Regions from separate parts of the Triticum aestivum genome. Here region 2 is linked to region 1. The links are chromatin contacts, called in public Hi-C maps. All regions are on one chromosome and are shown on one strand. Each heading gives the region's core, a stretch centred on a gene start, on an enhancer-like site or on the middle of the called end of the contact. The rest is flanking DNA. Distances are from core to core; before and after follow the strand shown.

Region 1 (7,300 bases), core at 2,359-4,858:
TGAGAGGACTACTTCATCACTAGCTGTCGTGGATCGAGCCTAGCGACGCTTAGCTCTACATCATTCGATCTTTTTTGTAACTTGTTGCCAAAGGGGGAGAGTGATACAATAGATCATTAGGGCTTCAAGCGAGAGAGTCTATCTGTTTTTGCATTTTATTCGATTTGCTTTTGAGATACAATGATTTGCTTTGGATGTAGAACTTATGTGGTGTGCTTGACTGTACTTTATTTGCTTCTCGTGCTACGTATCCTTTGACTATGCTTGATATCATGGTCATTCACGTGTGTGCTTGGTGATGAGTGCTTATTACATTCCATCCATATTCTTTTATGCGCTCCACCAAGATGTAGGTGGCATGGAAGAGTCACCCCATGATCCTAATCGATTATGCATTTGTATTCAAATGCAAAAAAAAATTAATAATGCACAAATTAGGGGGAGCTCTTGCTTATCACATACTTCTCAAAGCGACGATGTTATGCAATGATTATATCTTATGTCAAAGATTTGATCTATATGTTGTCATCAATTACCAGAAAGGGGGAGATTGAAAGTGCAACTAATCCCCAGGTGGTTTTGGTAATTCATAACAACATATTCATCATTTAACTAATGCCTACACAGGGAATCTTTGAGGAAAGTTCAATCTAGGTATGGTGACGAGACGTGAATATGGACCCCTAAAAATGCAAAGGAAAACAATGGCAAAGCTTCAAGACTCTACATTTTTGGTTGAGTGATCCAAGATCACATTTAGTCCACAGGAAAGCCAATACTATTATAAGGGGATGATGTTTTGATCATGATCTATTTGCTCAAGTGCTTATAGTTATTGCACCAAAACCCTCCACACTCTCCCTTCCTTCTATGTCCAAATCCCTAGAGCCTATCTCGGTCCCACCGAAACACATCTAGTCGGACCCACCGAGAAACACTTGACATAGCCACTACCTAAACCCCAGCAACTCGATCCCACCGAGATGACCCTTCGCTCTCACCGAAGAGCACTTGTCGACCTTCTATTGCTTATCGATTTCATGTCAGAAATTTCGAGTGGTTTCGGTCGGTCTCACCGAAGTGTGGAAAGTGATTAGGTCATCACCATTCGGTCCCACCGAGCTGTTCCATCCGGTCTCACCAAAAAGCCTAAAGTTCATACCTTGTGTACTAGTCGCTCTCACCGAGTGTTTTCACCCAGTCCCACCGAGTAGTGCATAAAGGTGTGTAACGGTTGTATTTTTGGTGTTGCCTATATATACCCCCACCCATTCCATCAAGTCTCAAAGAGCAACCAGGACGAAACTACCACTTCCCATATTCATTTTCTGAGAGGGAACCATCTGCACTTGTGTTGAAATCAGGGGCTCCAACCTTTGATCCTTGATTTCTAGCCCCCTCAAGTTGCTTTTCACTCCAATCCTTCTCCTACCACGTAGCCAAATCTGTGAGAGACTGATTGCATGTTGAGGAGACTATCTTTTGAAGAAGAAGAGTGAGGAGTTCATTATCAACAACATCTATTACCTTTTGGAGAGTGGTGTCTCCTAGATTGGTTAGGTGTCACTTGGGAGCCTCCAAGATGTCGAGTTCAACCAAGGTTTGTAACCGCAGGGAGATTGCCTACTTCGTGAAGATTTACCCTGAGTGAGGTTAGTCCTTCATGGGCGTCAGCCATGATGGCATAGACAAGGTTGATTCTTCGTGGACCCTTCGTGGATGGAGCCCGTGGACTCGTGCAGTCATTACCATCCGTGGGTTGAAGTCTCTATCAACGTAGATGTATGATATCACCACCTATCAGAACCACGAGAAAAATCACTGTGTCTTCATTGCGTTTGATCTTCTCCAAACCCTCCTTTACGTTTCTATGCAAAGTCTTTACTTTTCGCGGCCTACTATCTTAGACTTGCATGTGTAGGGTGTGACAAGACTTGTTAGATTTGCTAAAACTTGCTTATAACTAAAATTAGGAAAATGTTAAGTTTTTATTTGTCAAGTAGTCTAATCAGCCCCCTCTAGACATACTTGCGATCCTACAACTTCCACATTAATGTTGACAACCGTGCAACCACTAGTGATGATCTACATGGCCTAGCAAATCTAGCAATCAAAAATCCCCTCTATTCAGAAACCTAGTGGGGGAAGGAGGAATCCAAGCTATCATACGCCTTCTGGAAATCTAGCATGAGGTGGACGCCCCTTTGCCATTGGGCCTTAACCTCGTGGATAACCTCATGGAGTATAAGAATCTCGTCGAGGATTGCCCCTTAATAAAGGCAAACCGGTTAGGTTGTCTGAGTCTATTAGCCAACGAGACAAGCCTAATCGCACACACCTTCGCAAAGATTCAGTGGATCGCATTGATCACTACCATCGACCTAATGTGCTTGATACCCGTGGCCACCCCCCATCATCTTGGGGATCAGGGTTATCACATCGAAGTTTAGGCGGGACATATCAAGCGTGCCAGTGTACAATTCCTGGAACATCGGCATGATCACTACCTTGATATGGTCCTAGAATTTCCATAAGTAGACAATTAACCCATCTGGCCCGGGAGCATAGGAGTGCTTCATGTCCATGACAGCCCAACCAACTCCTTAACCAAGAATGGGAGGTTCTCGATGGCCGAGATCGTGGCCTCAATAGGTCGACGGTCGAAAACCAAGGCAGCCCCTGGCCGGTGTTCCGCCACGAATGAGAATACTCGGCTGTTGCAATCACACGACAAGAACATGACCCACCCTGCCATGGCAGTTCGTCGTTGAGCTCAATCACATCACCCCTTCTCACTATGGTGAGCGAGTATGACATTGCTGCATTTCGCAAGTGGCCAACCATTACGGTCCCTTCCGCCACCGTACGCCGTACTAGTTTCTCTCTCATTAGATCAATCAAGAATTCATTTTTTTCCTATGCGTGGGGATTATCATCCATCTCCGAATGCTAAAGCAACAAAATACATTTTTCTTCATCTTTGAGATTCGTAATCTCTTTTAAGGGGGGTATATCTCCACCCGAAGAAGTCTTTGTATAACGCGGCCAATCTTTTGTGTGTGTGCCGGGGGGGGGGGGGTAACCCTGCCCTCTGCGTTACTTGATGCACACAACCAACAATAAAGCCACCAAGTGGCCGGCTTGGTAAGCTACCAACAAAAAAAGTAAAGCCGCTGACCAAACTAGGAAGTTCTGTTCACCAACCGTAAATCTTCTGCGCACATTTTCATATCATAAATTTTACTCCCTCCGTCTAGGTGTGTAAGTCATCTTAGGCTGCGCACTGCGACCAAAGTGGAGGGGAAAATGAGAGAACTTAATGTTTTTTGCTAATTAATAACATTGCATGCAATGAACTGACCACTGCATGTCGTGTTTGTTGTCTCAAGTCATTTAAAGCATTCATGGCTCACATCTCTTATTGGTTGATATGTCACGAAACAAGAAACGAGATGAGAGTTAATGTACCGCGCCTAAGTGTTTTGGGAATATTTGGTTTTCGTAAGATGACTTACACACCTAGACGGAGGGAGTAATAAAAATAAGTTCAGTTAACCCCACCATTCCTGCAGCGGATCATAAAGTGGTTGCATATTTCTCAGAACGGCAGGGTTAGCATTGGAGCAACCTTCCAACCACCATCACTCCTCACATTCCCATCTCTTGCCCAAAACAAGCAGCTTTGCTCACTCAAACAGGTCCATATGCGTATCTCATACACACGACACAACCAATGAACCTTTTTATGAGCCCATCTCTTCTCTTGCACAAACCCCAAGCCAGATCCGTATATCATGCTGCTTTGCCTCTAGATGTCCACACTGGAAGCCACAGTCCACTCTGCTTCCCCCCTAAAACAAATCATCTCCCGCTGACTCTGCACGTTGCGTCAGATCTCTAGCTCGTGTCAACTCTGAATACCCATGCTACATGTTTGTTTGACCTTGCAAAGTGGAGCAGGAGCTGGGGGGGCATGAAGTTGATCCGCAGGGGCAAGCGTTCAAGGGCGAAGAAGGGCTCGTCGGCCCCGTTGCAATCTACCGGAGATGTTGATGGTGGAAGCGGGGGTGGCTCCAATAGCAGGCAAGTGGCGCCTGAGAACGTCCTCCCGGCTGAATCGGCTACAATCGCTGGCTATGGTAGTGTTCCTTTTCCTTCTCGCCTTGTGTGTGTCTCGACATTCGTAGTAGGTGTGGATCATGGATAGTCTCCCTTTGTTGACTCTCATCAAGCGGGAGCTCAAAGGAGCAGTGAGAAGCCAAGTACTCCCTCCGTCCTAAAATTTTGTCTTAAATTTGTCTAAATACGAATGTAACTAGTTATGTTTTAATGTTAGATACATCCGTATTTAGACAAATCTAAGACAAGAATTTTGAGACGGAGGGAGTAGGTTTTACCCAGCATGGATGATGGTTTATACTCCAGATCGGCCAGGTTGTCTTCTTGATCTTCTGTACGTGTAGAACCATGGCGGTTGCTTTTCCTTAGTTGGTTTGCCTTTTGGCTGTGGCATCCTATTATGCAGAGTCCAGATACCAACTCTGTGTGGTTGTACGGCCTCATAATGCGACGTTTGAGCCAATAAATTTTCTTTATCAAATTTTTTGCTTATTGCAAAGTGGTCATGCATCAATTTTTGGCTTTTGGAATTTAGAAATGGTGGAATTTCCTGAAAAACAATGGCAGATCATATACGCATTTCTTTCTCTAGTTTTTAGCAAATTTTGTCATCGAATCCATGCGTTGCGATATAGCCTGCAACACTAATACTAGATGGTTACTTGGATGATAGCTTCAGTTCAAGCAATTGTCTTTCCCAATATGCAAGCGTCAGTTTCTGTACTGTTCAGGAGAAAAAAGGCTTATCCTACGAAACTATGGCTAACATATAATCAGATTACAGCAAATGAATAATGAAGATTGTTTGCATATGTAGCTCTCCACAGGAAGATTTGCTGCCCTAGTAAAGGGAAGCACCAAGATATTTTGTTTGCATTTCTCTACGCAGAATGTTGGAGCTGATTCCCTGCATCTCTTAATCATGTCAGAAAGTAGGGGCATGCACGTTTCCTCTGCTTTATGATGAACGGCAGGAGGAACGTGGGTCCTACTCCTGCATAATTGTTGTCTAGTGGTTGTTGAGCTATTCTCATCATGGTCATTATTGTGTTTGAACCCAATTGTCATCACGACTAAGTTATCGATCATTTTCCATGCAGGTAGCAGCAGAGATGAAGCTTTCTACGAAGCCTCTCCTTGGTTAGACTCGGACTGTGAAGACGATTTCTTCAGTGTAAATGGAGGTAACGATGTAAAACTAACTCACGTAACTCGTAGCCAGAAAGGAAATTTTCAAGACGTCAGGTGCTGCGAGAAGCACTTTCGCTTTCGGACGCAGAGTTTTTGAACCCGAGCTCAAATGAGCTTGGGTGAACAGTAAAATCGAAACAAAACCGAAAAAACTTTAAAAAATTCCAAATATTTTTTTGGGAGAAACATTGATAAACGTTTTAAGTGCTTGCAAAAATTCATCATGTAATTACATTCCTAGAAGGCGTTGCAAAAAAAAACCTGAAATACTATTTTTAAAAGCATTTTGAAACACTGAATTTGTTTTTTTTGCCACGCCTTACAGGAATGTGATTCCATGACGAATTTTTTTCAAGCATTTAAAACTTTGCCAATGTTTCTCTCAATTTTTTTGAATGTTTTTGATTTTTTTTTTTACTGTTCGCCGGGAGCAGAAAGGCAGCACTTTCGCTTTCTGAACCACATTTGTGTATCTCAGATGGTACACCTGCGAGAACATTCAGCACAACTGCAAGCAACCAGGCCACAGCTGCTGCATTTGAACCTCGGACAAAGCTGCCCACGCTGGAGGCGATCCTCAAATCCGATCCCCTGAAGCCAGCCCCACAGACGAAGAAGCTCGGTGACCTCCTTAAGGAGAAGCAAGAAAGCGCCGATGGCGCCGGCGACATCTCCGGGGCTCGCGGCGGAGGCAGAGCTGGGCGGTGCTGCATCCCTCAGTTGTCGCGGGTCATCAGCCACAGGGAGAGGAGAAATTAAGGGCAAGTGACAAGACAAGACTGGGGATGAGGCGAGACCATGGATGGCAAGTCGATCTGGGTTTGTTGAGACCGATCAGTTTAAATTCCTGCCGGAGTGTATAATTTCAGATTGCCTTATGGAGCAGTCGCAACAAACAATTTAGCCGTCTAAATGTATATACACAAGCGTGCCACATACAGTACAATAGTAACCAGTTCTAGATGTGGGTTTCTATACTACTATAAGATCTGTTGGCTGTTTAAGTTGGAATCAAGTGTACCTCTGCTAATGACATTTCTGTCAGATGATTTATTCCGATACTGCGGACTTGCAGTGTATTTTACATATTTTTGAAACCGATTATCATATTGCAGTGCATAGTATTGCAGAGCGAGCTTTTCTGCTTTGACGATGCTGCAGAGTCCGCATCTGAGTATGCTGAGATTTTTGGCTGTCAGCTCGCCCAGTTTCCGATTAGGTATCTAGGTATTCCTATTCACTATCGGTGCTTAACTATCGCTGGGTGGAAGCAAGTGGAAGAAAGACTTGAGAAATGCCTAGCCAGCTGGAAGGCCAAACTCTTGTCGTATGGGGGACGGTTGATTCTGATTAATTCCGTCCTTAGCAACATGGTTCTATACATGTTGTCATTCTTTCACTTATCTAAAGGGGTTCTACAACGTCTCGATTATTTTAGATCCAGATTTTTTTGGCAGTGTGATAATGAATCCAAGAAATATCGGCAGGCTAGGTGGAGTATATTATGCTGACCTAAAAGTCAAGGGGGCCTTGGAATTCGGATCTTGAGATTAAAAACATTGCTCTCTTGAGTAAATGGGTATACAAACTACTCACTGAGAATGGAGTATGGCAGGAAATCATTCGTAACAAGTACGTCGGGTCTAAAGCCATTTCTCAAGTTCATTGAAAACCCGGTGATTCACATTTTTTGAGTGGCGTGATGAAGGCCAAGGAATTCTTTTTTCAATTTGGTACTTTCTCTGTTAGGGATGGTTCTCAGGTTCGATTCTGGGAAGACACCTGGCTGGGGCCACTCCACTTATGATGCAATACCCTAGCTTGTATAGGATCGTCAGACATAAATTAGTCACGATCAAACAAGTATTGGGACAAAAAAACCCTGATATTTCTTTTCGTAGGGACCTTATTGGGCCTCGTCTGATAGCATGGAATGAATTACTCAATCGTCTGGAGGCCATTCAACTGTTAGGCGAACCAGACAAGTTTC
Region 2 (7,300 bases), core at 2,034-4,533, 170 kb after region 1:
GGAGATCGCATGATCGATCCCAAACGCGCTCACTGGTTTTTAACTCGCCTTTTTGAAAATATGCGCTAGTGGGTTGCCCCATACTGTAGGGCCCGACGCGAGATTTAATCTGTAGCATTGCTTAATGAGATAAATAGCTGCCGCGATCGAAGAGCCGAACTGCTGTGTACAGCATACCGTATAAAGTGGGCCTTGCAATGTGGGCCAGCATTAGGCCTATAGCCGAAAGATCGTCTCTGCTTTTTTTTGTTGGGGGGCGGGGGGGGGGGGGGGGGGGGGGGGTGTCTAAATATACTAATTAAGGGGTACCCCTTGTGAAGCTCACTCCCATCTCTACTTTCGGCCAATAGGTCACTGCATGTATGCCACTTGTCATACCCTATGAGTTTCTCTTTTTTCTATATTTGTTTATTCAAAATGTTTTATTTTTTAAACCGTATGTCCAAATCGCAAATCATTTTCACCGCTGAGTTCTCGCGTCGGGGTCTTAAAAATTAGATCTATGTTAATAGATTTTGATGGATTTTTTACAAAAAAAAACCAGGAAAAAAACCTAGCCAAAAGCATGGTTTATTCACATTTTTCCCTTTTCCTCGCGAAAACAAATATGCGCCTCCATGCGAAGCAAATATGTGTCACTCGCGGGAAAAAAATGTGTTTTCTCTTTTTTGAGGCACGGTTGTGCCTCTCACGGGAGCAAATATGAGCCTCTGGCAAAAGAAGAAAAAATCATGTTTTTTCTATCAGTTTTCCTAAACACGTCTAGATGTGCCATAAGTATTGCACATCTAAATCTTATTTCACTGATCTGTGTGGATATTCTATTTCCTTTTTCTTTTCCCCTTTATGCTTGATTCACTCACTTAGATGTGCAATAACTAAAGTACATCTAGATGTGCCCTAGACACATCCTTTTTCTATTTTTGAGACGCAGAGTTGTGCCTTTCGCGAAAAACATATGCCTCCGTGAGAAGCAAATATATGCCTCACGTAGAAGAAAAAATGTATTTTTTTATCCTTTTTCGAGAGGCATCGCGAAGCAATCCTGTGCCTCCATAAGAAGCAAATATGTGCGTCTCGCAGAAGAAAAAATATTTTCCATTTCTTTTCAAGAGCCACCATTGTGGCTCTCCTGGAAGCAAACATGTGCCACCACAAGAAGCAAACATGTTGCTCTTACGAAAAAATTATGCGTTTTTTCACGCAAAAAAATATATATCTTTTTATCTAAAACACCTTGGGGAAATCGGGCAAAAACCAAAAAAACTATCCAAAACCAGAAGAGAGAATTCCTTATTTGGCCCTCTCTTAAAATTTGGTTCCCTTTTTGGCCCTAGAAAGAAAAATCTTCCTTTTTTGACACTCAAACTTCATTTTGTTCCCTTTGTGACATTTCCGTTAGTTTTGACAACTAACACCGTTAAATACGACATGAAAAGTCCATTTTACCCCTGATGTATTTTGTGACCAAAATTGTGAACTGGAAGTCAAAAGCAATGGCAATATGAACTGGAATATATTACCGAATGAAACAAAATCTGCTATTTAGCATATCCACGTAACAATTTTTTATTCAAATCACATCTTCAATTTAAATTGAAAATTTGGATAAAGCCACCCTTGTATTTTGATGCCATATCCCCTATACAATTCACATATGCACAAATTATCACATATTTGGAGCAGCTTCACATATATGCGAACAAAAGAATCACACATACTTGGCCCAGGTACACATATATGCAAACAATCCATATATTTGGTCCTCCACACACATAAATGTGACATGCAATAGTCCAGGTCCACAAAAGGTTACATATAGTACGTAGAAGTGCCCAGGTCATATAAACAGCTCAAAAGTTTCCAAATGAAACATGATACGGAAAGTAATCACATCAGAATCACAAACTAAGTCTTCGTTTGCTTCGTGTGTTCACAGCAACATGTGTTTTCTTGTTGGCGACATCATGTTCACCACAAATGGGTTGCGTTCTTGATCTAGACATACACATACATCACATATAGTAGCCCAGGTTAAAAATAGAACAATGCATAACATAACACTAGAACTAAATTTCGTAACTACCATAGGCTACCTTTTTGCTCCTCCTGGTCCAAGATTTACCACCTTTCCCTTTTTCCTTATTTGTTTCTCCAAGATTTGGCTATTGTGACAAGAATGTGATTAGAATACAAAATCAAGCTTTCATTTAATTATGAGCATGAGTTTAAAATTGCTAACCTTGGCGGAAAACATATGGCTGATGGAGCATCATCCTCACAAGGCACAATTGATGATTGAGCTGATTTGGTGGTCTTTGTCCTCTTCTTTGGTGGTCCTCTACACGAAACAAAAAAGTAGTTAACATGTACGGTTTTTACAAAAAAGAATGCATGTGAAGCAAGTTATGCAATTAAATTTATTACCTCACAGCTAAAATAGCAGCAATGTCATCTGGGTTACCCTTCTTGAATTTGTGCCAATGATGCCCATAGTCCTTACAAATAGGGCATAAGTGTTGGCCGCTTTTTCTTTTTTTCTCACCGCAACCTTTATACCTCTCAGTTTTAGGCCTACCCGCTGTGGCTTTTAGCAGTGTGGAAACATGAAGAATCCATGGCCTACCAGCAATGTCAGTCGGAATCAATAACCTTATCATGACAAAAGCATTTGATATCCTTCCTAGCTTTTTGGGGGTTGCCAAGCAATTTGATTTTCAGTAAAGAAGTTGAGTTTGGATCCATCCTGTGAAAGCAAAATACCCATCTCTAAGTACACTGATGAGTCTTCAATCCATCTCTAAGTACACTGTTTTATATGAATAGAGGTGAAGCAAATACTCAAATCTAGAGAAGAGAGGCACTTACCCTTCTAGCCATGCCGGAGTACTTGCATCTGTGGCCGTCGCACCTTGACCGCCCTCCACCTCCCCGCCATGGCCGCCCTCCGACGCCGCACCTTGCCTGTCCTCCACCTCCCCGCCATGGCCGCCCTCCGGCGCCGCGCCTTGACCGTCTTGCTTCATCCCGCCATGGCCGCCCTTCGCCTGCCCGCCATGGTCGCCCGAGGACGAGGCCGGTGCAGCGCCGTGGCCTTCCTCCACCTCTCCGTCCATCCCTCCACCCGTAGCAGCGTCGGCCACGCCCTCCTCCATCCGCTCTTCCAGCCTCGCGCCGCCGCTGTGTAGGGTTAGGGATCGAGTCTCTTAGGGATCGAGCAGAAGGGGAATCGGGAGAAGAAGGGCTCGCGACGGTTCGGTGTGCAGGATTTTGTTTTTCTGTTTTTTCTTTCAGCGTCCTACAACAGGGGCAAAAATGACATTTCAAGTCGCGGTTGATGGTGTTAACAGCAAAAACTAACGGAAATGTCAAGGAAGGAAGAAAATGAAGTTGTTGTGTCAAAAAAGGAAAAATAAAATTTTTAGGGCCAAAAAAGGAACCAGATTTTAATAAAGGGCCAAATAAGGAATTCTCTCAAACCAGAAAACATGTACGGAAAATAATCCAAGGGAGCGCCCAGTGTGACACATGGCGGTGGCTGAGAGCGCATCAAGTGGTATGCTCTCAGCCCAACCCAGGTGACGCTTTTTGGGCTCACGCAAGGGCTACCCCTCAACCAGTTGCTGTCAACTGGGGCTTATTTGGCGCCTTAAGCGTGTCGATTCTATTTGACATGTGGGTTGCTGGTTAGCGACTCGCGAGCACCCACCCATCCCCCCCCCCCCTTCAACGCTACGTCAGGTAGGGCCGGCCCCATATAGCTTGTTCCGGTTTTTGGAAGGTTATAGAACCTTCCTCAACCAGTTCTTTTTTTCATTATTTCTTTCATTTTCCCTTTTTATTTTTTCATTTTCGGAACAATTTTAAAAAAATTGCACATAAATAGTGGAAATGTTTTCGAAATCATGAACATGTTTCATTTCGTGATCGTGAACAATTTTCAAATTCATGAACATTTGAATCAATTAAAAAATTTAAATTGATGGATTTTTTGAAATTCAAAAACAGTTTTTGGGTTTTGCGAACATGTTTTAAACAATCATAATTTTTTTATTCACGAAAATTTTCTAAACTTGCGGACATTTTTTGTTTTGGGGAACACCTTTCTTTATAAAATTGTGAACACTTTTTAGCATGCAAACATTTTTTTTAATAAAATTCTTGGACATATTTCGAATCCATGAACATTTTTATTTAAACTCATGAAAATTTTATAAATATGTGGAAAAAAATCCATGAACATTTTATGATTTCTCAAACATTTTATGGGGATTTTGCAACCTTTTGAAACAAGAATAAACAAAGACAGAAAATGAGAAAGAGGGTGCGCGCACGGCGATAAATAGGGACACGACCCACCCACCCCCTAAGCAGGGCGCCCCTATTCCTCGCCTTCAGCGAGTGTAACTCCCGACTCGCTGAAGGGGGCGAGCAATATGGGCCGGCCCTCGCGCGAGCGAGGCCACAGCCTGTTTTTCTTTTCTTTTTTTAATGAGCGATTCGGCAGATTTCGATTCCTTTCCTATATATCCACTTATGTGGTAGTTCATCATATGATTCACATAAAATCCGTCTGTCTAGAGATCGTCATATACATCTAGAAAGTCGTATGCTTTGGAAGAAGCTTGTACAGTTTGGGAAGTGATTTTTTTGAGAGAAAAGAAGAATCTACTTCGACTTATATGCCCTTAGGCACGGCCTTCTGTTTTTGTTTTTTTATGTTTGTAATTTTTGTTTATACTTCAAAATATTTTGAATATATATTAAAAAACTCTAAAAACATTTGGAAAATGTTGAAAAACTCTTAAAAAACATTTTGAAAATGTGAATAAGTATTTGAAAAATGTTATCATGCATTCAATATATGTTGAACAAGTATCTGAAAAAGATGTTGAGCAAGTATTTGAAAAATGTTAATGACGCATTCGGAAAATGTTGAACAAGTATTTAAAAACAATGTTGAACAAGTATTCAAAAAATGTGAATGACGCATTCGAAAAATGTTGATCAAGCATTCATAAAATGTTGAACAAATATTTAAAAAATGTTGAATAAGTATTAAAAAGTGTTAACGAGTATATGAAAAATACTAAAAGAGTATTTGAAAAATGTTCAACAAGTATTTTAAAAATTGTTGATCATGTATATAATAATGTTGATCATGTATTTAAAAAATGTTGAAGGCGCCTCGTCGTCGATGAGAACGTCTCCTCCCACAGAATGCGCATCACCGGAAATCCTGAAATAAATCCAGGAATAAATGCGAGCACCAAGACTTGAACCCTGGTGAGTTGGGGATACCACAGTCCCTCTAACCATCCAACCACACGCTGGTTCACGAATAAGTACTTGAAAAATGTTGAACAAGTATTTGAAAAAAAAATATTAATCAAGTATATAACAATTTAGAATGATAAACAAAGAAACAAAATAAACCAAAGGTAAAAGAAAATGAAAAAACTGAAAAAATAAATGAAAAAACCCGGAGAAGAAAAAAGAAAAAGAAAACAAAAAATGGAGAAAAGCCGACTCTATTTCTCTATAAGTGCAGTTCGCACTAATAGTATCACTAACCAGAAGCTAGCCCGGTGGCTTGACGCAGTTGCCCTAAACCAGGATACCACGGCTCGAATCCCCGACGCGCTCCATTTTCTTTATGCGTGTTTATCCGTTTGCAGTTCGTGGAAAATGGTTTTGCAGGCCGGCACGGATGGCCGCAGAGGCAGATCACGCAAAACGAACTCGTAAAAAAGGATATTCGCGGAATATGCTCTTTTACGGGTCGGCTTTGCGGGTCTGGTCTTGTAAGTGCATCTAGTGCCCCTTAGTGATTTTGGTGTATTGAAGACTTATAGGTTAAGGGACTAATGTGTTTATGAGTGTACACGGGTCTATAAGTCTATGAGGAGTTTCATATTTATAGAGAAAGTCGACCCCTAAAATTGAAGTTCTTCGACTGAAGACTTTGGACTTCTGAAGACTTTCTAAAGACTTTGAGAGTGAAGAAATTGGTGTGACCTTAAAGACTTGGTATTCATTCGAGGAACATGAAGCATGAAGACTTGTTTTCGTAGTTTCATTTTCTCTTTCTTGAGTCATAGGAAACACCGTACTGTTAAAGGGGTCGAGGAAATACTAAGGAAAAATTTCCATGTGATGCTCAACTCAAAATCCTACACCTACCAATCCCTTCGAGTGAAGCCATTGGAAATCTCATACAGTTCAGTCAATTTCTTCAGTGACAGAGACGAAGTTCTTCTGGTCGCTGAGGAATTTGTTCTGACTGAGGAGTTAGGAATTCGCCAGTGCGGATTGCCTACATAGTGAGGAACATGATAGCCCTGAGGAATTTGATACTCAAATCCGACCGTTGCTGTGCTACGCGCCAGCTGTCCTAAAATATCTTATCCACCTAACGGTCATATCATTGAAGGGCATTTATGTCTTATCATATCGGGCTGCTCCCTAGGCTATTAATAGCCGCCCCCTACAACCACTAGCTGGTTACAAACCCAAAGTGATTGAGCATCATTGAAGAGATTGATCCTGTGTGGATCCGACGGTTGTTACCTTTGAAGACTGTGCTTCTTCCAGACGGTTAGGCGTCATGGTCTAGAGCATCCAAGAGGAATTGTGGATCGCCGAGTGACCGAGTTTGTGAAGGTTCGGAAGTCACCCGAAGACTTACCACGAGTGATTGGGCGAGGTCTGTGTGACCTTAGCTCAAGGAGAATACGGTGAGGACTGTGTGTCCTCAGGTTTAAATACCTAGCCGCTCCAACCAGATGTACAACTGAGACAGCAGTTGGAACTGGTCTACCAAATCATTGTCTTCACCAAGCGTACTGGTTCTATTTCCTCAACTCTTTCATTTCCTCATTACTGTGTTGTGTGTTTGTCATATCTGTGTTTGAAGACTTTGACTGAAGACTTTCTCAATTTCCTCAGTTCAATTTCTTCAGTCTGTTTGTCTTCATCCTGTGTTATCCTGTGTTCACGCTTTTTGTACTCTGTGCTTGTCTTCATTTCATCATGATGACCATGCTTGTATTCTGTTATGTTTACTTTTGAGTACTTATTCCGCTGCAAGTAGTTCTTTGCTAAGGAATTTCCTCACCGGCAAATTCCTCAGCGAAGAATTCATAAAAATCGCCTATTCACCCCCCTCTAGTCAATATAACGCACTTTCAATTGGTATCAGAGCAAGGTACTCCCTTGTTCTGTGTGATTTTGGTTTAACCGCCTGAAGTTTTAGTTATGTCAACCGCAGGTATGATCAAGGTCTCTGCTGGGTGTCCTA

What was found. Hi-C and Micro-C count contacts between places; a contact is called where the count stands out from the background.
Region 2: a Hi-C map of an unstated tissue shows a contact between it and region 1, with 5 times the contacts expected there. The contact joins the promoter of LOC123165609 here to the promoter of LOC123170333 in region 1. A contact is called at or near these places in 5 of 5 Hi-C or Micro-C datasets (leaf, root and an unstated tissue) and 1 of 1 datasets of contacts at active chromatin or transcription factors (leaf).

What each region holds. Positions count from the first base shown.
Region 1 is chr7D:464,129,128-464,136,427 of IWGSC CS RefSeq v2.1, forward strand. It overlaps LOC123170333, which reads left to right and starts at 3,609. Exons shown (of 3, transcript XM_044588181.1): 1 at 3,609-4,139; 2 at 5,220-5,303; 3 at 5,789-6,389. The coding sequence starts at 3,974. The coding sequence ends at 6,069.
Region 2 is chr7D:464,299,934-464,307,233 of IWGSC CS RefSeq v2.1, forward strand. It overlaps LOC123165609, which reads right to left and starts at 3,284. Exons shown (of 5, transcript XM_044583294.1): 1 at 2,869-3,284; 2 at 2,428-2,622; 3 at 2,243-2,341; 4 at 2,097-2,165; 5 at 1,705-1,998. The coding sequence starts at 3,155. The coding sequence ends at 1,902.